3 separate regions of the Mus musculus genome follow, and regions 2 and 3 are each linked to region 1. A link is a contact called in public promoter capture Hi-C data. All regions are on one chromosome and are shown on one strand. The core of a region is the stretch at or near the end of the contact, and the rest is flanking DNA. Distances in the headings are between cores, read along the strand shown.

Region 1 (2,967 bases), core at 197-2,696:
TCAGAAGCCATGCATTTGAAAGAGTAAGGAGGGGAATATGGGAGGGTTGAGGAGGAGTGATGTAATGTCATAATCTCAAAAATAAAAACCTAGCCAGGTGTGGAGGCAGCACACATCTTTGATCCCAGTACCCAGAAGCCAGAGGCAGGCAGATCTCTGAAGTTGAAACCTTCCTGGTCTACAAAGAGAGTTATGAGATAGTCAGAGCTATATAGAGGAATTCTATATTTAAAAAGAAAATAATAATTAAAACACACACGGGGGGGGGGAAGAAGGGAGGGAGGAGAGGAGAGAGAAAGAGAAGCAGCCATATATTTCAAATGGCTCACTTATTAAAAATAATGTTGGAACTTCAAGTAAAAGGACAATGAGCTTTCTGCACACACAAAAATTATATAATGGGATTGTTGAATGTGAACACTAACAGCTTTTAAAGAGCATGATATTAAAAAAAAAAAATACATATAGCTGGATGTGATGGTGAATGCCTTTAATCCCGGTACTTGAGAGGCAGAGACAGGCACATCTCTGAGTTTGAGGCCAGTTTAATCTGCATAGAGAGCTGGAGGCCAGCCAGAATTACATAGTCCTTCAAAATGTATCAAAATAATAACAAAAACAACAACAATAATAACAACAACAACAATAACTCTGGCTGGTAAAATGGCACAGCAAGTAAGCTGCCTGCCACCAAGCCTAAAGAAATTATAGAGCCTGGAGAGCCCTATAATTAAGGGCACTGGCTACTCTTCTAGGAGACCCATATTTTGATCCCTGGTACCCATATGTTGGTTCACAAGCATCTGTAACTCCAGTTCGAGGAGATCTGGTGCCCTCTTCTGGCCTCCATGAGCATTGCATGCACGTGGTGCACAACCATGCGTACACATAAAGGGGAAATTTATTTAAATAGAAAATATAAGGCTAAAAATGTGCAATTATAAATTATATACCAGTGACCTACTATTAGTTTTAAAATATTTATACATATATGTATAGTATATAAGTGTACAATGTATACATTTAAATAAATTGAATACATATTACAAGCTCTATGCATGAACGAATTACAATTTTTATTGTGCCAATTAAGCCTGGCTTTTCAAGGAGGTGTGGTCGGTTATGTCATTTAACACGGAAGCTTCATGCTCTCAAAACCCACGCGCTGCCTCCCCGCGGACTGTGGTCTGGTGACCACGTCTCATCACAGTCGGCTAGTCAAAGCTTTTCCTGGGGGGAATCTTGGGACCTGCACGGAACCGTACTCGAGGGAATAGCCTCCTACTTCCTCCCCGTGCTGCACGCCCTTGTGCATCTCCAGGGAGAAATGACTCCTTTCGGACTCGCCTCCGCTGAGCTTCCCAATCACTTGGAACCCGCCCCGCCCCGCCCCGCCCCGCCCCGCCCCGCCCCGCCCCGCCCTCCATCTTCCCTCCCAGTGACGCTACTTCCGGAAGGGGCGTGGCCCACAGGAAGTCCTCGCCTTCGGGAAGAGAAGGCGTTTCCGTCTCCGGTGTCATGGCGGCCTCCTTCCCTGAAGGCGTGCCGGAGACCGAGGACGGGAAGAGACCGCAGTTCGGGCACCGGTTCCTGAGCGACCCGGCGCGCGTCTTCCATCACAATGCCTGGTAACTGCCCTGCATCTCGCCCGGCTCTTCGCCAGCCCGGAGCACTTGGAGAAAAGCCCTGCCCGCTGGCCCTCCTCCCGCGGCGGTAGCTGAAGCGTTCGCCTCCCGAGGACCGACGTTCCCGGGTCCGGGACCGGTGGGCCTGAAGCTGCCCGTTTGGTTTTCACAGGGACAACGTGAAGTGGTCCGAGGAGCAGGCCGCGGCGGCGGAGAGGAAAGTGCAGGAGAACAGCTCCCCGCTGGTGTGCCCGGAGAAGCAAGGTGCGCTCCGTTGTGCCCGCAGTGTGGGACGCGCCTCCTCCAGACGGCAAGAAAAATGGGGGCACCGGGATCGTTTTATCACTGACCTGATGGAGAACTCCGGCCCAGAACGGGTCGGGGAGGGGACGGGTTAGGAGGCAAAGGGGCTGTCTTCTAACAAAGTCTTGAAGCCATTGGGGTTGGACTTTGTTGTTGTTGTTGTTGAACTCTCTAGTTCTACGAGTGTCGCGTTGATGTGGCTGGCCTGTGGCAACCGTAAAGTCGTTCAGTCATCTTAGGGTAGCTTCTACAGTTTACCTTCTGCTGGGACGTTTCCATCAGAGCTAGATTGATGTGGTCGGATCCTAACGTACTGTGGGAGGAGAGGATTAGATCATAACATCTTTTCTTGAGGTGTTGGGTTTGGAGATGTGGGACTTCTACCAAAGAAAGATGCGTGCAGCAGAGTGGAGAGACGAGTCTGCTCAAAGCGAAAGAGGTCATTTCCGAAGACAAGAATAATTCCTTTATAAAATACTAGAACTGGTTGTCCCTGTTTCTAGGAGGCGTTTGAAAGTAAACCTGGAACTTTAAGGTAATAGGCATCAGGGGGTTGGAGAGATGGCTCATCGGTTATGATAATAAGCACTGATAGTTTCTCTATAGTACCGAGGTCACTGGCCAGGCACGTACCTCCTAAGATGTAGGGGTGTAATCTCTTGGGAGGCAGAGACAAGAGGTTGAGTGGGGTCAAGAGCATCCTTGCTACGTAGAGTTCCACTCCTGCCTGGGCTGCATGAGAGCTTGTCTCAAAAATAAGTATATGTATATATTCCAGTTGCAAAGTAGGCACCCTGCCTGCATTGTTAGGTAGATAAGACTAGATAAAGCTTCGTAGAGTTGAGAGGGATTTTGAAAATCATGTAGCCCAGTATCCTCTTTTCGCAGTTAAAGGACCAGTTAGCCAAGTGCAGTGGTGTATTCCTGTAGACTCAGCTCCGTGGGAGGCTGAGGCAGAAGGATCACTGAATTGGAGGCCATCCTGGGCAGCATAGGGTGATCTAGTCTCCAAAACGATTAAACTTGGACCACGGGGCCT
Region 2 (2,700 bases), core at 56-2,555, 2.2 Mb before region 1:
CAGCCACTCGTCTTAGCGCCCTCCGGCGCGGAGACTGCTTCTCCTTATCCTTGCCCTAGAGCATCCTTGCTGTTCCCTTAAAGCCAGTCGGCGTCAGCTTGAATCTTAGCTCTCAAGAGAAATCAGCCTGAATCAGTCTCCCACGGGCCAAACCCCTACGGACCAGTTCGTGCGCCCTAGAGCCCTGTGATCTGACTAGTTGGATTTATCTTTACGCATTTCCACTCCGCGGGTGCCCTGTAGCCTCTCCCTTAAGAGCTCAAGCCCAAGGGTTGAAGACTCAGGGGTGCCCGCTAATTACAACCATTCTTCACATGATAGTTAAGGGGGCCGCTTTAGGGTCTCCACCTACGCCTGCCCGGTGTGCCTGTCGACTCTGATCCAATACGCATTCTCCTGGGGGCTCCCTGGGAGCCCTGCCCCCAGGTCAGCCCCACGCCCCCTCATGGCCCACCTGGCCGTTCTTGCAGAGGTCTGCCCACATACTGGTGCCGTCGCCGCCGCGCATGAGGACGTGGTAGGTGAAAAAGTAGGTGCCAGGAATGTTGCATGTAAACTTGCCGCTGGCCGCATCGTAGTTGTTGCCTAGGTTGGTGACCACGTCGTCAAACTTGAGCACCTCGTAACCCTCATGAGGGTTCTTGAGGCCGGCGTAGAAGGCCACGCGTGGCACCGTGGTATAGGTGGCCGTGCTGATGGCGCCGCTGCCTCCCGAACCCGGCAGGCCAGGAGGACCAGGCTTGCCTGGTTCACCCTTCTCCCCAGGCGGCCCCACAGGACCTGGAGGGCCCCGGTCTCCTGGAGGCCCCGGAGGGCCCGGCTTGCCCGTGCGGCCCGGCTTCCCCTGGGGGCCCTGCACCAGCGTGGAGGGCGGAGGCGCACCGCTCTGCTCGCTCAGAGCGTCGCCGCCGTCGGACCGCGCGCCGGCGCCGGGGCCCCGCGCGGGATAGGGGTCGCACACCATGCGGCAGGTGCCCAGCATCTCATAGTGGCCGTCCGGGCCGCCGGAGCTCACCAGCACCGGGATGAGCACCACCAGCACGAGCAGCATCACCACGCCCGCGGCGGCAGCCAGCAGGGTCTTCCGGCCGGCGCGGAGCCTTGGGAGAGCCGGGCCACCCGGCCGCGCCGTCGGGGCAATGATGCCGGCGGGTAAGGGGCGCGGGCGCGACGCCCGCGCTCAAGGGCGGTCCGGCGGGGCTGCGGGCATGGGGCCGGGGCCCGGGCGCCGCGCTGCGCTGCTTGCGCTGCGGAGCCCAGCAGCCGGCTCCGGCCTCGTGCTTCCCTCCCGCTGCGCTGCCCGACTGAACGCGGCCTCCCGCCTAGCGCCTAGCTCCTCCCGCCTTCCCTGGCTGGGGCCACTGCCTCCTCCGTTGGGCCCCGCCCACCCGCTCCGCGGGGCTCGGAGAGGGCGAGGGGTGGGGCTGCGGGCGGGGCAGGCGCCTAATTGGGCCGCGGAAGCCTCAAGGTGGGAGGGGCAGGGAGGGGCGGGGCTATGAGAGTGGTGGGCATCACGGAGGGAGCTGGAGATTGAGGCTCAGAATGGGGAAGGGGCTAGAGTCAGGAATGAGTAGGACCAAAGGGCAAGCGGAAGGAGGAGCCACAAGGAGAGGCAGAGAGCTCAGCGTGGCATTGAGATAGATGTTCCGTGGGTCAGTTCCGAGGAAAATCGTGACAGAGGGGCAAAGGACCACCACCTGCAGGAGGTCGAAGGATGCAACATTGCCCCCTGTCTGCAGGGGACAAAGAGATGTTGCAGGGGGTGGAGGGTTACAGAGTGAGGAACAAGAGAGTAGAACAAGAAAGAGGATGAGGGCTAAAGCCTGGAAGGAATACTGGGGAGGGGCGTTCCATAGGCACCCAGGCCTAGCATCCAGATAACCCGTCTGGATCCTTTGCTTTTAGGGTGCCCAGAGGGAATCTCTGAATTCTAATAGCAGCCTGACTTTTTATCTGATTCTAACTACTTCAGGGGCATTCTCTCCCAGGTGGCAGCGTCTTCAGCCCCTTCTTTTCCACTGCCCCAGGGGATATCTTCTAGGCTGCCTCTACCTGTGGCCTCTTCCATGAGGCCTTTTCTGATCTGAGCTACTAGCTAGACAAGTGGGAAATACGGACCCTGAGAAAATGAAGTACCCCTCCCATGTCATCTCTTAGTGTTAACCAGTCCTAGGTGGTTCTGCGTTTTCTAGCACTCCCCAGAAAGAGGGGGGTTGATCTCTCCTAGCCCCTTAGGGGACCCCCCTAACTCTTACCCCATCACGTTCTTCTAGTGCAGGAAAATGTTTAGGTTGCATAAACTGAAATGTGTCTGCTTCCATCAACATATTTGTCATATTCTGTGAGTCCCAGCTCAAGCTGTGTTCCTCCTTCACCCTCCTTTATCCGAGGAGGAGGGCTGTGTCTTTCTGAGGCCTCTGGCCACGATAAACAACAACACTCCAGACTCATTCTTTTTGCCTGCAAGACTCCTCCCAGTTCACACTCCCACCGCCGACCTCCCACTGTCCATTTGATTCCCTGATTATCCCTACCTAAAACTGAGATGCCAGAATAACCAATGGTAGAAGTGGGGGTGGGCGGGACGCTGCCAGAGAGGACTTTCCAAATACTAACCCGGGTCAGCATGACATCCATCACCAAGGAGGAGGGAGCTAAGACAAACTGCGTTGGATGCTTTGTATGTATGGTCACATTTGA
Region 3 (2,700 bases), core at 104-2,603, 2.6 Mb before region 1:
CTGGGCTGCAGTTTCTGCGGCAGGCACATGACCACAAGGCATTTTCAGCAACTCCCAAATCCCTTACTGCTGCAAAACTTCCCATAGCGTTCTACACCTAAGACTATTTAACAGTGTTGATTTTAAACCAGTTGAAATTGCTTTGTCTATCAACCCAATCATCTCCAAGAATTCAAACCCTTCAAATTGCCTTCTGACACAGCTAGAGGTGCGTTGAGGAAGCTGAAAGGAATACAAAAACTCGAGTTCGGAGGCTCATCCCTTGACCTAAATTGCTGTTGCCAGGAGATGCGGTAGTAATGCAGTGATTTGCAACTGAGGATGTATTTTACCTAGAAATAACCAAAGGCTACTAAATCCCTTATTGTCTCCCAACTATGCCTGCAGTAACAATTTCAATATCTAAAAGCCTAATGATTCTAATTCGGCCTTTGTTGTTTGTTTTTTTGTTTTGTTTTGTTTTTGTTGTTTTTTTCTTTAATGCCTGCCACCCCACGGACATCTTTCCCAGATCAACATTTGCAAACGAAGAAAGAAAAAAAAAAAAAATCAAGGTTTAGGAACGAATTTACTCCCGCTTGGAAAGGCCATAATTATGCTTCTTTACAAATCTTGGTAGGTCTCGAAGTTAAGTTTACGCCAGTCCACAGACCTATACCTTACTGTCCCCAACCCAATTAACGGCCTGTAAACAACAGCAGTTATTTATGCCCAGAGAAAGCTCAATGGCTCGCCTCAACAAAAAAGGCGTCTTTGATAAGAAAGGGCGCCCTTTACCAGGGGGAAGACTAGGTTAGACAGTCGATAAAGGGCTTGTTTGTCACAATGGGAAAACGGAGAGGCGATCCCCAGGATGATCGGGGCGAGCAAAAGCCAAGGCTTCCATAGCCCCGGCCTGAAAACCGCTGGCCCAAGCCTTCCCCGCCCCAGCCCTCTCCCCCGGGGGCCGGGCCGGCCCTGCGCCTGCACAGGCCCCGAGACAAGCAAAGCGCAACCCCCACAAAGCGCCCGGCTGCGGAGCGGGAAGCCAGGAGCAAAATAGGAGGAAAGCCGAGCCGAAGAAGCGGCGTGAATAGGGATGAAGCCGGGGACGCGGCCTCATCTCAGCCCCGGAGGCCCCTGGAGAAATGAGAGGCAGGAAGGGGCGAGAGCCGGCTTGCAAGGTGGAGCGGAGAGCAGAAGGAAGGAGAGCCAGGAGGCCGGGAGGGAGGCGGCCCCGGGCTCGCGGCGAGCCCTCCGGGGGCGTGGGTGGTCCTCGGCGACGCCCGTGTTTACCTGAAAGTCTCGGTCCTCGTTGAAGCGGGAGAAGCGGTCCGCCATTTTGCCGCTCTCACTCCTCCTCAGGACGACGCTCTCCGGTTCGCTCCTCCCCTCCCGCTACGCCCGCCCCCTCTCTGTTTCCACGCCCCCTCCCACGCCCACCGGGCGCGCGCAGCAGGCGTGGGGAGGGGGGTGGAGGATGTGTGCTTGGCGAGGGATTGTTGGGGGGGTGTTGGGAAGAGGAGGGAACAGGAATTCGTTCCGACGGGAATCCCGAAGGCGCGCAGGCCTGGAGGCGGAACCTTCCTCTCACATCGCTCGGTTTCACGCCCGGCCCCGAGCGACCCCAGCGGGCCGCGCATGCGCACTCGCGCCGGCGCGCGTAAGCGCTTCCGGAGGGAAAGATCAGCAGGGCAGAGCATTTGGGGGCCTGGGAAGTATTCACTTGCTCCCTTAGCAGTGTTCAGAAGTCTTTCTTTCTTATGCTCTTGTTTACGGTCAAGCCCATCCCGTATTTGTAATAATATACAGTGTAATGCTATACAGTAGCATGAGATCTGACTTTACAGCTAGAGTACTTTTAATGTTTTTTTGTTTTGTTTTTGTTATTTTGTTGACAGGGTTTCCTGTAGCTCTCTATGTAGTAGAGGCTCGCCCCCCGATGTCCAAAGAGGGTATTTTTAAAATTAATACATAATAATGTTACTTAAGAGGTACCAAAAAAATCTCTCAAAGGGCTTCCATTCCAGGCAGGAAGTCAGATAACCAATAAATTAACCTAATAGTTGTAAATATAAACGAGTGTCTATTCCTGCTTGAGGCTGAGGGGAAATTAAGTCAAGCTTATCCTTGGCTACATAGGAAGTTCAAAGCTAGCCTGGGCTATAAGACATTGCTTCAAATAACAAAATCTAAGTGACACTGTGGGGGGGGGGGACTGTAATGAAAAGAATGACCTATCTTAAAGCTACATATAAATCAAGGCATAACAAAGGGATCACAACCTTGAAGAAGAGAGAAACTTAAACACATGGCTACCAAGAGCTTGACGTTTTTTTCTTACTATTTTCCCTCCCCCTCCCACTCCTCTCCCCCCTCCACACATATATATTCATGTTCAGAGTCATTGGATCCCCTGAAGCTAGAGTTACAGTTAAGAATCACCATGTATGTCAGTGCTAGAAACAAACCCAGGTGCTCTGCATGTGGAACAAGTGCTTTTAACTGCTTAGCCATCTTTCCAGCTCTTGTTTTCTTTAATGTTTTCACAGGGTGGGGGAGTGAGGGGGGGCTGTTTAATTTTACCTAGTGTAAGACTGCTTCGCCTACATGAATGAATGAATGTATGTATGTATGTATGTATGTATGTATGTATGTATGTATGTGTATCAGCTCTTAACAGCTGAGCCATCTCTCTAGCCCCTCTACCTGATTTTAAGA

The links. Promoter capture Hi-C pulls out the DNA fragments that hold promoters and counts their contacts.
Region 2: a promoter capture Hi-C map of pre-B cells shows a contact between it and region 1, with 2.4 times the contacts expected there. The contact joins the promoter of C1ql1 here to the promoter of Mettl2 in region 1. A contact is called at or near these places in 2 of 39 promoter capture datasets (liver and pre-B cells).
Region 3: a contact with region 1 is called in a promoter capture Hi-C map of liver, with 4 times the contacts expected there. The contact joins the promoter of Gpatch8 here to the promoter of Mettl2 in region 1. A contact is called at or near these places in 2 of 39 promoter capture datasets (liver and pre-B cells) and 1 of 115 datasets of contacts at active chromatin or transcription factors (thymic regulatory T cells).

What each region holds. Positions count from the first base shown.
Region 1 is chr11:105,124,979-105,127,945 of GRCm38.p6, forward strand. It overlaps Mettl2 (methyltransferase like 2), which reads left to right and starts at 1,447. Exons shown (of 9, transcript NM_172567.3): 1 at 1,447-1,628; 2 at 1,798-1,889. The coding sequence starts at 1,519.
Region 2 is chr11:102,945,411-102,948,110 of GRCm38.p6, forward strand. C1ql1 (complement component 1, q subcomponent-like 1) reads right to left here and starts at 1,306. Exons shown (of 2, transcript NM_011795.3): 1 at 455-1,306. The coding sequence starts at 1,051.
Region 3 is chr11:102,554,805-102,557,504 of GRCm38.p6, forward strand. Gpatch8 (G patch domain containing 8) reads right to left here and starts at 1,354. Exons shown (of 8, transcript NM_001159492.1): 1 at 1,276-1,354. The coding sequence starts at 1,320.